Regions from separate parts of the Mus musculus genome. Here regions 1 and 2 are each linked to region 3. Evidence: chromatin contacts called from public Hi-C and HiChIP or PLAC-seq data. All regions are on one chromosome and are shown on one strand. Each heading gives the region's core, a stretch centred on a gene start, on an enhancer-like site or on the middle of the called end of the contact. The rest is flanking DNA. Distances are from core to core; before and after follow the strand shown. Region 1 overlaps Zfyve9 (zinc finger, FYVE domain containing 9). Region 2 overlaps Txndc12 (thioredoxin domain containing 12 (endoplasmic reticulum)). Region 3 holds the start of Zfyve9 (zinc finger, FYVE domain containing 9).

Region 1 (4,624 bases), core at 1,006-3,505, 110 kb before region 3:
TGTTCACATAGGAAAGTAAGACAAGGCAGTATAAAAGTGTCTTAGTTACTGTTCTATTGCTGTGAAGAAACACCATGACCAAGGCAATTTATAGAAGAAAGCATTTAATTGGAGGTTTGCTTACTATTTCAGAGGACTAGTCCATTACCATCATGGCAGATAGACAGCATGGAAAGTAGACGTGCTAGAAACACAAGTTATAGGGAGAGAGAGAGAGAGAGAGAGAGAGAGAGAGAGAGAGAGAGAGAAGAGAAGAGAAGAGAAGAGAAGAGAAGAGAAGAGAAGAGAAGAGAAGAGACGAGACGAGACGAGACGAGACGAGACGAGACGAGACGAGACGAGACGAGACGAGACGAGACTGGGCCTGGCATGGGCTTTGAAATCTCAAGTCCAGCCCCAGTGACAAAACTCCAACAAGGACACCTATTCCAACAAGGCCACACATCCCAATTCTTCCCAAACAGATCCTGTGACTGAGGACTAATAATTCAAATAGGTGAGCCCATGGGGCCATTCTCATTTAAACTGCTACAGTCAGAATCAGTTTCAGTGTTGTCACTAAGATCTGTGTCATTTTACTCGTACAAGTGGCCAGAAGCATTCCCTGGCAACCAAGCAGGTACATATATTTAAGACTCTCTAATGGATAAGTTGCAGGATATTTGATCACATTGTGATCCCTGGGATTGTGTTATTTGCAGGAAAAATCTGTTTTTAGCTGTGGTGTGGCCCAGCCTTAGCATACTCCTTTAATTGAAGAACTTTCTGCTTTAATATTATACACAATATTAAATAAAGCCAACTATAAGTCAAGAGGTAAGAGCAAGCAACCAGTTGAAGGGAAGTGAGCATGAGATTATTAAGAAAAAACACTCAGTAAGAGGGAGTCAGGAGGATGGACAGACACACAGAAGGTAGAAGTGGGACAGTCAGTTTGAAGGAGGTTTTTTGAGACAGTGAGAGTGGGGCATTCTTGATGAGACATTGCTGAGGAGGAAGGTCAGCTGGGTGCTTTCTCTGAGCTAGCAGGATTTCACCCCAACATCTGGCTCCTAGGTCTTCATTGGTAAAATCAAATGTTTGAGATTTTGTTAAAAAACAAAACAAAACAATATTTGGTGCTCCAACACATAACAGGACCACGACCACATGGTCAGAGAAATCATGCCAGCTGTGAACAAAATAAGAAGCTACCAGATTTGGTAAGTCATCTGGAAGTCCTCAAGGAGAGAGTTAAGTAATACTAAAAAGAAAATTCTCTCCTACCTTAAGTATGAAAAATATCATAATATAGGGTATTAGGACCCTGTATAGTGCTAATTACTAGAAGAAAATGAAAAGATAAATGACTTAATTGAAATTGACATAATACTGGTGATAATTACTATCAGTCTAGTAATTAATATTTATCCTTAATAGCCATGGTGGTTTTTGTGCCAAATATGAAAAATGGATAAGATACAAGCTTTAGAAAGACTTATAGATAAAAATAACAGAAATATTCAGACACAGACAGAGGAATTTAGACAAGAACTTATGGTACCACTGCATGATGACACTAAAAAGGGATGGCCCTGGGTTGTTAGAAAACCAACCTTAGTTTATCCAGATACTGTACAAGAACTACCAGCAGACAATAGGTACCCCTAAGGGTATGAAGAAACTAAATGGAATCCTATAGACATATTAGATTTGAGGAAATTTAAGGAAACGATTGTTTTGGATGGTGTGTATTCACCCTATTTGAAGCACTTAGTTCGTGGGCATCTCAGAATTATCCTTCAAGACTAGAAAGATTTGACAACAGCAATATTAGAGGGTTCTCTTGAGCTAGTGAGATGGCTCAGCAGTTAAGAGCACTGACTGCTCTTCCAGAGGTCCTGAGTTCAATCCCCAGCATCTATATGGTGGCTCACAACCATCTATAATGAGACCTGATGCCCTCTTCTGGTGTGTCTTAAGACACCTACAGTATACTCATATACATAAAATAAATAAATAAATCTTTACAAAAATATTAGAGGGTTCTCAGATCCAATGGTGAACATGGTGGAAAGAGGAAGCTAAGGGTCATAGAAGAGTGAATTAGGGCTAGAGGTATCAATATTTCCCAAGCTCAGTTGCTAGGTGAAGGTTAATATGCCGAGTTACAAAGGCAGCTTGAATTTGATGATCATACCTTGACACTGTGTTGTTTTAACAGCTTTAAATGCTTGGGACAAGGTTGAAAAATCAGGAAAGAGGTCTGAGTCATATACTAAAATTATACAAGGCCTAAAATAAGCCTTCACTTACTTTTTTTGCAAAGATTGACTTCATCTGTAAATAGAATAGTATCAGATTCAGAAGTCAGAAAAATACCAACTGAATCACTGGCTTTTGAAACTGCTAATTCAGAATGCAAAAGGGTGATTAGGTCTTTAAAGATGAGATTAACACCAATAGATAAATGGATTGGAAATACGGCTGGTATTGGATCTTATGTTTATGATGCTACTCTGATAGGAGAAAGTTTTAAGAAAAATCAAAACATCAGATGTTTTACTTGTGGTAAGCAAGGTCATCTGGGAAGGGACTGTAGGCAAGATGATCCTGGAAATACTGGTTTTGGTTTTTTTTTTCCTAGAGATAACCCAAAATGAAGGCCCTAACAGAAGATGTGGTAATTAAAGGCCGGTATTGGACTAATAAACACAGATCAACAAGGGACAGTCAAGGTAATCCTTTGCCATGGGAAACACCCTAGAGGGCCTCCGTCAGGTCCTGAAATCCAATTTGATTCAATCATTTCCTGTCAGCATTGGAGAACCGTATCTAGAGAGCAGCTAAAGTCAATGCCTGTTGTTAAAAACAACACTGTTCTGGATGAAATCAAGGACAAACTTCCGTAGATAAAACAAAAAATTCAGGAGAAACAAGAAAACAAATACTTTGGCAAACTGCTAAAAATGATCAGAGGCCAAATCCAAAAATACACATAAATGGCATTGAAATTTAAGGCTTAGTAGACACAGGTGCGAATGTAACAATAATTCCACCAAAATCTTCGCACCTTCAGGAGGTAAATAATCGGCTTCTAGAGACTGGAACTTTATTTCAGGTGAAACAAAGTCCAAGATGGGTTGAGTTTATAGGGCCAGAAGGACAAAGAGAAAAATTAAAGCCATATATGGCTAACAGAGTCATGAATTTATGGGAATGTGATTTGTTGTAGCAATGCAAAACACAGATAAACATTCCCCCAATCTCAGAAACAAACCATAAAATAACAAATGCTTCTGAGAAAAATATTAAACATACTCTTCAGGTCATATAACAGCAGCTGTAGAGACACTGGCTAGCAGAGCAAAACTTCTGAGTTAACTGGCCTGTGTGTTTTTAAAGATGTGCTGCCCTCCGAGTGTAAACTGGGCTATGTGTTAGGTTGAAAAAGAAATTTTGTCTTTGTTTCCACAGGAGGAGAAAAGCTGTGGATACATCAAGTGATAAAGAGTAGATCTGAACAGTAGAGACGTACTGAATAAGGAGAGTCCATAGTTTATCAGACAGCTTGGTCATTCAGTCCAAACTAACTCATAAAGACTAACAAATGCTTTTCATATGATCATGCAGGAAAAAATAAAAAATAGTATTTTTGAATAATTTAACAAAGGCACACTTGTCTTACTGGAATAAAATGTTTTTGGAAAGGATGTTTGCTGTTTAGTATTAAAAAACACAGTTAAGAGATTAAAATAGTGTTAAGTAAATTCAAAGGGTTACTATAGTTACAACTTGTTTTCTAAATCTTTAAGAGTTGGAACAATTTGGAGCTAAGATATAATATATGAGCAGGGCAGTGGTAGCCATGCCTTTAATCCTAGCAAAGACAGGCTGATCTCTATAAATTAGTTATTTTCCAAATTCTGGAGTTACAGAGAACAAGGCAGTGGTGGCACACACCTTTAATCCCACCACCCAGGGACAAAACTCAGATACAGTTCCTAATTGGTATGCTTGCATATTAGAGAAATCAAATACCATATTTATAGATTATTATAAAGACCCTCTAAATGGTTACTAGAAAGGGAGCTAGTTTCCAGTGGGGACAGGAACAAAGAGCAGCTTTTGTGACTGCCAGTAAGCTCATTTCTGTGCATACAACCCTGATCAATATTGAACCAGATTATATCCTAATTATGGGTATCAGATTTATTGGTGAACTGGCAACTGGAGACCCTTCATAAAGCAAAAAGGAGTCTTCCAACATTTGCCTGTTGGCTTCTATTACAAATACTTTCCATATATGAAGAATAATTATTCCTCTGCAGCCAGGAGAAGGCAGGGTAAAGTCCAATGTGGGGAGTCCACAGTGGATCCATCTTCTCTCTGGGTAGCCAAGAGCTGTTGGTATAGTACCTAGAGAGGGAGTCAGGAGCTGGGGTCCACAGGCCTCTGCATGACAGGTGGAGAGGGGAAGGGCAGAGCCCAATCTGACTGAGTGACTACGGAGAGCATGGAGAGGCTTGAGGGGAGAAGACCTTCCCCGGGAGTCTTGGCCGTGGCTCTATGGTGAAGACCTTCTCCCGAGCTGCAGTCCTTAATGAAGAGATGATCCCTGCTTGTTCATACTGGTTTATTTGAT
Region 2 (4,494 bases), core at 1,771-4,270, 74 kb after region 3:
AACTCAATATTTAGAGCAAGCTAGCCTTGAATTAAGAAATCAGCCTCTCCTTCACTCCAGAAACACTTACATTTTCTCCAACAGTGACATCTTGGAAGAATGGACTCAGTCACGATAAGAGACTGGGTTCCAATCTTTTTACTGAAAAAAAAAAAAAGGAAGCAAGATGGAATATTCTAAACAAAGCACTTAGGGTTTAACAAGATGTGTTGCTAATTTCTGGTTTTGCACAAATAAAGAGAAGAAAGGCAAAAAAAAGAGAAATCAGCCTTCAGATTGCTGGCAATAAAGATGTGTGTCACTATGCATAGCCCATAACTGTAATTTTTAAAAAACGTTTCTAGAGTTCTTTGTGGGGCTGTATAGTATAATGCATGCAAAGTATTTAACATATAATAGTCACATTCAACACATTTTCATTATGATCACCTGGATCCTGCCATCTACTTACACTTGTGGTTTACAAGCCTTTAACGAGTCAGTCTATTCAGATTCTTAAGCCTCAGGTGAGATAGCTAAATAGTTTACCTAGAACTTATTTAACTAGTTAATCATGTAGAATAGCAGTGGTATATGGTAAATACTGTATGTTTGATATCAGTAATACTGTATGTTGGCATAGGGTCTGTAAAGACAAATGAAAATGTCCCAGAAGTTCTAGTGACTGTAGGCCCTGGCAATCTAAACCCAACCTGTCATGCTTACACAGCAAGTATTTTACCCACTGAGCCATCTCCCTGGCCTTATCAATAATTTTATTACTTATTTTATATTTATCATACTAATGAAAGTTACTTTTTGCCCTTTCAATAATTATGTAATAGTAATCATTTGGAAATACAGTAACATTTAGAATATTGTAATTTGATGTTTTTCTTCTACCTTTTTTCTCCCTACTTTTAAAGCCCAAATCTGTGGAATTTATAAAAACATCAGTATTTATACTTGTTTTTCTGATAATAATCTATGACTTGGGCTGGTGAGATGGCTCAACAGTTAAGAGCACCTACTGCTCTTCTGAAGGTCCTGAGTTCAAATCCCAGCAACCACATGGTGGCTCACAACCATCTGTAATGAGATCTGATGCCCTCTTCTAGTGTGTCTGAACACAGCTACAGTGTACTTAGATATAATAATAAATACGTCTTTAAAAAAATAATCTATGACTTAAGTAGTTGGATTGTTTTACAGTTTCTTTTGAAACCATACAAAAACCACATTTCTGCATTACCAATCATTTTGTTAGAGTACTTTTGAAGGATTTTACTATAATATACTTTCTTTGTTTTCAAGTGGCTTGCCGCTGATGGTGATCATCCATAAATCTTGGTGTGGAGCCTGCAAAGGTAAGTACGAGTGTTTCATCCCAAGGTCAGGCTTCAGATGTACCAGAAATGGCAAAGCACTGCTGAGTGCCTGGAGCACTTCCAAATGTCAGACAGAGCATCTTAGCAGAAGCTGGAATCCTTTACAGAGGGGCATAAATGGCTTAGGGAGGGAGGGAACCAATCAAAACCAGAGGATATTTTTGACTGTGGTGTGTATTCTTTCTGCCTGTTGTGATACCAGTCAGGTTTTATTTTTCACTGATAACTCGACAACTAGCAAAACCCTATTTCAAAAATGCAGCTGGGCATGGCAGCTCATGCCTGTAGTCCCAGCTCTCAGGAGGGTGAAGCAGAAGCATGGGCACAGGTGTGAGGCCACCCTTGACAACAGAGTGAGTGCCTGTCTCAGACATAAGTAAGGGGCTAGAGAGATGGCTCGGTGCTTAAGAGTACACACTAGCTCCTCCTAAGGAACACCTGACCTCTGAGCACTCACATTCATGTACATACCCCCCCACACACACACATGTACACATAATTAAATAAAATGAATAAGAGGAATGTGAATGCCAGACACTGCAGTGCATGCCTGTAATCTCAGCACTTGGTGAGGCAGGGGGATCAGAAGTTCAAGGCTAGCTTGGGTCCCACTGAGAGACTCTGTAGCTGATCTTTGCTACTTTGTGGGTTCTTTTTGCCACCCCTACACACACACACCAATTTTACCTCCTATTTACCTCCTATCATTAGGAAGGGAGGGAGGGGTGGAGGGAGGGAGGGAGGGAGGGAGGGAGAGAGAGAGAGAGAGAGAGAGAGAGAGAGAGAGAGAGAGAGAGATCCATCCATCCATCCCTGGGTCTAGTTTCTTTCCTTTTGTTTCTTCTTTAAGCACAACTACTAACAAACCACAACCAACCTCACCTCTCAGGGCCTTAGCATTTCTATACCTCTGAAATGTTTCCAGAATTTCGGAGTCACAAGATTGCAGAAAGCCATGCTCTGTTAGAACGCCAGGCAAATCATAGTCAGCTGCTGTGAAGCGGCCCATATCTCCACAACTGGGAGTAAGCACATGCTTGGGTTTTGTTTTGTTTTGTTTTCGAGACAGGGTTTCTCTGTGTAGCCCTGGCTGTCCTGGAACTCACTTTGTAGACCAGGCTGGCCTGGAACTCAGAAATCTGCCTGACTCTCCCTCCCAAGTGCTGGGATTAAAGGCATGCTCCACCATGCCCGGCGTGGTTCCTTTTTCAATGGAAATTACTGAAACATAACTATAAAAGGCAAACAGTGGAGGGCAGTGGGATGGCTTATTGGGTAAAGACATTTGCTACAGAAGTCTGGCCTGAGTGTGGTTCCTGAAGCCCATGGGAAGGTAAAAGAGCACAGACTCCACACTTGTCTTCTGATCTCCATGTGTGCTGTGGCACATGCAGTCACACACACTACAGTTGTATTTTATTTTTTATAGTGTTTGGAGGTCGGAGGACAACTTGTGAGAGTCTATTCTTCTGTGGTGAAGGTTACAGGGATTGAACCGGGGTCATTAGGAGAGGCAGTGGACAAGACACCCTTATCTACTCTCTTCAGCCCACGAATAGTTTGTCTTCATTTCTTTCGAGACAGGGTCTCACTAGCCCTGGCTATGTCAGAACTCACTGTGTAGACCAGGCTGGCCTTGACCGAAATCCTCCTGTTGTCTCCTCAACTAAAGGCTTGTACTACCACACCCACCCTCATTGTCCCTATTTCTTAAGTTTGATGCACATTGCAGTCACATAACAAAGTAAGTGCCAGAAGCAGGATGAGAATCTAGGTTCCCAGGCCTGGTTTTATGGTTGTATTTTTTAAATAAAAAGCTCTTGTCCTACTTGCCAGGCAGTGGTGCACACGCCTTTAATCCCAGCACTTGGGAGGCAGAGGCATGTGGATTTCTGAGTTCGAGGACACCCAGGGCTACACAGAGAGACCCTGTCTCTAAAAAAAAAAAAACCACTCTTGTCCTTATTTCATATTGGTTTTTTTTTTGTTTGTTTGTTTTGCTTTTGAGACAAGGTCTTATTATGTAGTCCCAGCTGGCCTCACAGAAATCCACCTGTCTCTGAGTATGGAGCTCTGGAAATAAAGGTGTGCCACACCACACCCTGTGCCTGTTTTTTGTTTTTTGTTTTTTTTTTTTAATTGAGATAGGTCACAGGTTGGTCTTACACTCAAGTAAGTTCAAGTTACCCTTCTGCTTCAGTCTCCCCAGAATCTGGTCTGCAACTGTGTGCCACCAGGCATTAATTGTTTTTGCTGTTTTAATCATATACGTTGAGGACATGTATATTTGTATTCTTGTGGAGGCCATAGATCAGCCTTGGATGTCTTTTTCCAATTAGTTTCCATCATGTTTTTCATTTCATTTTATTTATTCTTGTATGTGTTCTCATGTGTGTGCGGGTTGATGCTAGAGGACGCCTTCGTGGGTTCAGTTTTCTCCTCCTACCTTTTCATGGATTCTGGGTCCAAGTCAGATTGCCAGGCCTGCATGGCAGTTGCTTTCACCTGCTCAGCCATATTGCTGGTTCCTTCTCATTGGAACCTGAAGCTACCAGATTAGGCAAAGCTGGCTAGCAAGGCAGCCAGTCCCAGGGATCCACTTATTGCTGAGATTACATGCGTGTGCCACCATGCTGGGCTTTTTTGGTAAGTGCTAGGGATTGAGACTCAGCCGTCTTCCGGCCCTCAATTTTAGTTATTTAGACTTAACAATGGTTCCATTAGATGGGTTAATATATATGTGTGTGTGTGTGTGTGTGTGTGTGTGTGTGTGTGTGTGTACATATACATATATATATATGCTAATGTCTGACCCTTCAATAAAAGTTAGTGATATTTATGCTGACTAGTGTTTGGGTATGTTTCTGTCATTGCAAAAATCTTTTTTTTCTCTCTCTCTCCTTAGCTTTAAAACCCAAATTTGCAGAATCTACAGAAATTTCAGAACTGTCCCATAATTTTGTTATGGTAAATCTGGAGGTAAGACTTAAAGATGCCCCCCCCGGGGGGGGATGATTTTAAGGTATAGTTTTAGATTTATTATAAAGTGAAATGGGCAGAACGGGCTACTTGTATGTTGTTTTTCTCTTGAAAACAAGAGAATAATACTGAGGTTTACGGGAGAGAC
Region 3 (4,370 bases), core at 618-3,117:
AAGCCAATGTTTTACAGTTAAAAATGCTTACACAAGATCTGACAAAGGCAAGGCTACAACACTAACACAATGGGTCCTCAAAATTCATCAACATGATGACCCCCTTAGACCTCAGGAGATTCCCACGCTCTGTAGGAAGGTTAAGTCAGGAGTCTTACAGGTAACTATGCATATTAACTGATGGCTCTAACTCTGATAATTAGTAACATATTTTATAAATTTTAAACAAATGTCTGGCTGTAAAGTGGACCAGTCAGGCATTCTTAATTTAATTCCAAAATATAATAATAATTTTATAAATCAGTACACTCTCACTGTAAACTTTGAATGACCATCAAAACATATGACATTACTAGTAATCTCTCTCCAGTTATTAAGTACATATTGAAAGCCAATATAGTACCTCTCTGCGTATCCAAATTTTCTACTATATATACATATTTTCATGCATTGACGTTCTAGATGTACATATAAGTCCTATATAGTAGAAAAATGAGAATAACCTGTAATCACATTTATCATAAACAAGAAGCACCCAATATCTGACGTGTAATGTCAAACTACAATCACTAACTTTTTTTTACATCCTTACCAGAACAAAACAAATCATTTTTCTTGTACAACTGAGTTTATATCCCATTTTCGGCATGTCCTTGCAATTAGGGTAATTAGTATGATTTAAAATCTTCTTGCCATCCGTTCTCTATTTGAGTAAAACATTTTTGTACCAAGGACTGGGGCATTAAAACATTTCCTGTCTCTCTAAAGGTGGAAAAGACATCTTCCTAAAAGATTTTTTTTTTCTTTTTTTAACTGTGAGTAGCTAGGAAACTTAGCATAGCAAAGATGGGATGGGGCTTTCTCCAAAGCAGACCTCGCTCAGAGACAAGATGTAACATAAGGAGGAAAGGATGAGCTAGCGGCAGGTGATGAAATTTCACCTCAAAAAAGGACGCAAAAGGCTGTGTCTCCAGCAAGGGAGGCGTGAATGCTACTCCTGGAGTACCAGGGGCTCCGAGTGCCCCGCACTCTCTGCACCTCAATACTCACCACTCCCCACCCAGGGGGTGGCTCCGCAGGACTCAGTACGCGGAGCAGGCAAGCCAAAGCTGTTTGCAAACAAGCGTCCTCTGCCTCCCTCCGGGATGTGCTCGAAGGGCCCTGGGAAGGAAGGCACGCTCGGCCCCGCCCGGGACAAACGCGAAGGGCACCGGTGCGGCCGCCAGCCCGATCTTCACGTACCCGGCCGCGCCGGAACCCAGGCCCGGCTAAGGGCTTCCCGGCGACTCGGGGCCTAGTCGCCCCCCGCACGCCTTCAATCTCCCGGGGACCCACGGAGAAAGGGCCGAGGCCCCAGAGCTCCGGGGTGCCCGCGGCGGCCGCACTGGCAGGACGCTCCGTCCGCCCGGCCCAATAGCTGGCGCCAGGACCCCTGGGCGGCGCAAGCAGACGAGCCCCGAACCGCAGCGCGCCACACTCACCGCCTCTCCATGGCCCGGGGGTCGTCACTCAGCCGAGAGCCTCGTCCTCAGCGGGGCTCCGCCGCGAAGCCTCGCACTCCTGAGGGGGCTGCGGTCTCAGCGGCCGGGACTGAGGCCCAGCGCCCCTCCAGCCGCCTCAGCCACGCGGGTCCGGGAAAGCGCGGCCGAGCGCGGCCGAGCGCGGCCGGGGGCGCAGCTTACGGCGGGACAACCGAGGCGATGCAGGCAGACGGGCTCGGCGAAGCCTCGGGCGCCGCCGCGGTGGCCGCTTCAGCCGCCCGCGCCGCTGGGCCACAGCGCCCCCTGGACCCCACGTCCCGCTACGGCGCCGGGACTGCGGCGGCCGCACCGGGCACGAGCGGCAGGGAACGCGAGGCAGCGCGGCCTGGGGGTGGCGGGGCCCCGTGCGCCCTGCGCCGCCCGCGGCCCGTGGCCCGCCCCTGACGCGGCTTCCCGGGAGCCGGAAGCTGTCGGCTCCCCCCACACCCCACCCCCGTCAGACCCCAGCACCTTTTTCTTCCCTCCAAGAAGGTATGTGAATGCTTTCGTCACTCGTCTCCGAGAGCGGGAATGTGAGGGAATCTCGGTTCATTTCTCGTGGAGACAGGGGGTCCCTTTTAATTCCCTCAGTGCGTCAGTATGAAAGGAGCGTGACCCAGAACAAATCCCTTTTTTCTTTTCCTAAGCACATGCACAATCCCTTCCCAAAGCAGATAAAGGAATCATCTTTGACCTCAACTTTTTTGGAGCTACTGTGCAGATTCACTACAGAAATGTGCTATAGAATTCCTTAAACCCTATCCTTACCTACAAAGTAGGGGGGAGAAAACAAAAAACAAACAAACAAAACAAAACAAAATTTAAAAAACGCTGACAAAGAGAAGAGAATAACCAACGGGTTGTCCTGAAACCGATAAACAACTTAAAGGTAAGAAAAGACTCATCCTTTTACTAACTTAACCCTGGCCACCACCTCTACCACTTCTGGGTCACCCACCCCTTATCAAATCCTAGATAAAAACTCTGAAAGAAGGAAATTGTTGTGGTTATATTAAAGGCTATGCAGTCATTTTGTTTACAAATGCCTCCTGTTTGATCTTGCCCAGCCTCTAGGATGCTAACATAACGTCACAACTAAAGACTGTCAGAAGGGAAATAGGAAAAAGAAAAAAAAAATTTTAAATCCCCTGGTCCCTCAAATTCCCAAATACTGTGTTTGTTTGGTTGGTTGGTTGGTTGGTTTTGTTTCTGGGAGCTATACTGGAACAAGCAAGGACTTTGGTGTCAGGCAGATCCTGATGCCACTGGTTCCAGTTACATCATGTAGAGTTTTATGACCCTGGCAAGTTATGTAATATTTTTGAACCTCTGTTTTCTCCTGCCTGCCTAGCTGGTTGTGAAGGTTGGGGATGGAAGGACGGGCCTATAGTTCCAATTTTTGTTAATTCCAGAACACCCTAACACTTACTTAGTCATTCTTAATCTGGAGATTGTGCCCATCTGTGTGTGTTTATCCCACCACACTCCCCAACCCCGCTCGTGTGTGTCTGTGTGTGTGTGTGTGTGTGTGTGTGTGCGTGTGCGCGTGTGTGTGTGTGTGTGTGTGTGTGTGTGTGTGTGTGTGTTCCTATCAAAAGGTCATTCTCATCATCCTGGTCTAAGTGAAATTTCCCTGAATTTCACTCGTGCATTTATGTAACATCCTCCTCTGAAGAGGAGAACCTAGTACACTGGATCCTTTGACATTCTACAGCACAGCAGATATCAAAATAGAACCAGCACATTTTTCCTGCATGAAAATATTATAAAATATTATAAGCAATCTTGCCTTACCTTAGATTATGGGATAATAGTAACAAGACATGGGGAAATTACATAAGGAGTCCAGGAGCTGTTCAAGTAATAATTGAGCAGCCACCCAGAGAAAAATATAACCTAGCAGTTCTTTTCTCATCAATGAAAGCTGTTCCTGTACAGTCCCAAGTCTGCCTTTGCCACTTATCTCTGAGTCACATTACACACACACACACACACACACACACACACACACACACACACAATCACTATCCCCTTTTTGTAACGACAGAAACCAGCTCGGAGGAAATGGTGATTCATCCTCACAGCATCTCTAAGAACTCAGTACTTCGGCACCACCACCAAGGGGCATCCAACCGAGAGAAAAGCCGCAAGGAGTCCCTATAACCTAGGGTCTCCTGTCTGATAGCAGTCTTTTCTACAGTAACAAGAGAACACTGTTAGAGTGAGTTGCTATTGATACCATTTGTGCTTTAGCATGGGCCCTTTAATTTCCATCAGTTTGGCTCCCTGACATGACATTGGCACTGTCCTTTCCAATCCAAGCTCACTGCCACTGCAGAAAACCTACATTTGTTTGTGAATAATCAGGACGTCTAGGGTGTAGCTACAGCATGAAGATGATTCATTTGTTCCCAGGACCAGTTTCTTCTTGCCTCACACGTTCTTCCCTTCTATTCAAACTCTTGCTGAGGGAAGCTGCTTGATAGTAACTTGCTTAAAATCGTTCTGTCATATGCTGGCCAGATGGCTCAGTGGGTAAAGGGCCACACCTAGTGATCTGAGTTTTATCTCTGGAACCCCAAGATAGAAGGAGAGAACCAACTACCCAGGAGGCATGCATGCACCCACAGTAGGTCTCCTTTTGTCTGCTCCCATTTCATCCAAGACTGTTTCCCCTCCTGCTTCCTCATCTTACTCTCAGCTCCTGACCTATCTCTCACCTGCCTCCTTTCTTCTGCCTAAGATCTCTTTCTGTTTCAAACCACTTCAACTCGAAGTCAGTTGTCTTGATTCTGCCACTTTCTGTTTGCATTGATTTCCACCACTCTCCGATGACTTTAAAGTATAGCT

The links. A called contact is a pair of places that touch in the nucleus more often than the background predicts. HiChIP or PLAC-seq counts read pairs in DNA pulled down with a chosen protein or histone mark.
Region 1: a Hi-C map of uterus shows a contact between it and region 3, with 2.8 times the contacts expected there. The contact joins the enhancer-like site here to the promoter of Zfyve9 in region 3. A contact is called at or near these places in 9 of 39 promoter capture datasets (the 3T3-L1 cell line, the C10 cell line, the HPC-7 cell line and 4 more), 16 of 484 Hi-C or Micro-C datasets (the N1E-115 cell line, bone marrow-derived macrophages, brown adipocytes and 11 more), 12 of 115 datasets of contacts at active chromatin or transcription factors (PVALB interneurons, a beta-TC-6 cell line, embryonic limb bud and 5 more) and 2 of 9 other capture datasets (adipose tissue and pancreatic islet).
Region 2: an H3K4me3 HiChIP or PLAC-seq map of embryonic stem cells shows a contact between it and region 3, with 39 read pairs. The contact joins the enhancer-like site here to the promoter of Zfyve9 in region 3. A contact is called at or near these places in 1 of 15 datasets of contacts at CTCF or cohesin (large pre-B cells), 23 of 484 Hi-C or Micro-C datasets (B cells, the Ba/F3 cell line, CD4 T cells and 14 more), 8 of 115 datasets of contacts at active chromatin or transcription factors (the SCID.adh cell line, bone marrow-derived macrophages, embryonic stem cells and 3 more) and 3 of 9 other capture datasets (adipose tissue, liver and pancreatic islet).

What each region holds. Positions count from the first base shown.
Region 1 is chr4:108,667,971-108,672,594 of GRCm38.p6, forward strand. All of the region lies in intron 13 of Zfyve9 (zinc finger, FYVE domain containing 9), which reads right to left. Among named protein-coding and RNA genes, the nearest start is that of Cc2d1b, 50 kb to the left of the region's middle. Within about 2 kb of position 2,256, at least 3 of the 459 cell types and tissues checked have an H3K27ac peak or open chromatin away from gene starts, as enhancers often do. A contact at or near this core is called in PVALB interneurons and uterus, where this site is marked.
Region 2 is chr4:108,851,876-108,856,369 of GRCm38.p6, forward strand. It overlaps Txndc12 (thioredoxin domain containing 12 (endoplasmic reticulum)), which reads left to right. Exons shown (of 7, transcript NM_025334.3): 3 at 1,294-1,346; 4 at 4,273-4,346. Among named protein-coding and RNA genes, the nearest start is that of Kti12, 6.3 kb to the left of the region's middle. Within about 2 kb of position 3,021, at least 7 of the 459 cell types and tissues checked have an H3K27ac peak or open chromatin away from gene starts, as enhancers often do. A contact at or near this core is called in embryonic stem cells, where this site is marked.
Region 3 is chr4:108,778,972-108,783,341 of GRCm38.p6, forward strand. It overlaps Zfyve9 (zinc finger, FYVE domain containing 9), which reads right to left and starts at 1,868. Exons shown (of 19, transcript NM_001384118.1): 1 at 1,482-1,868.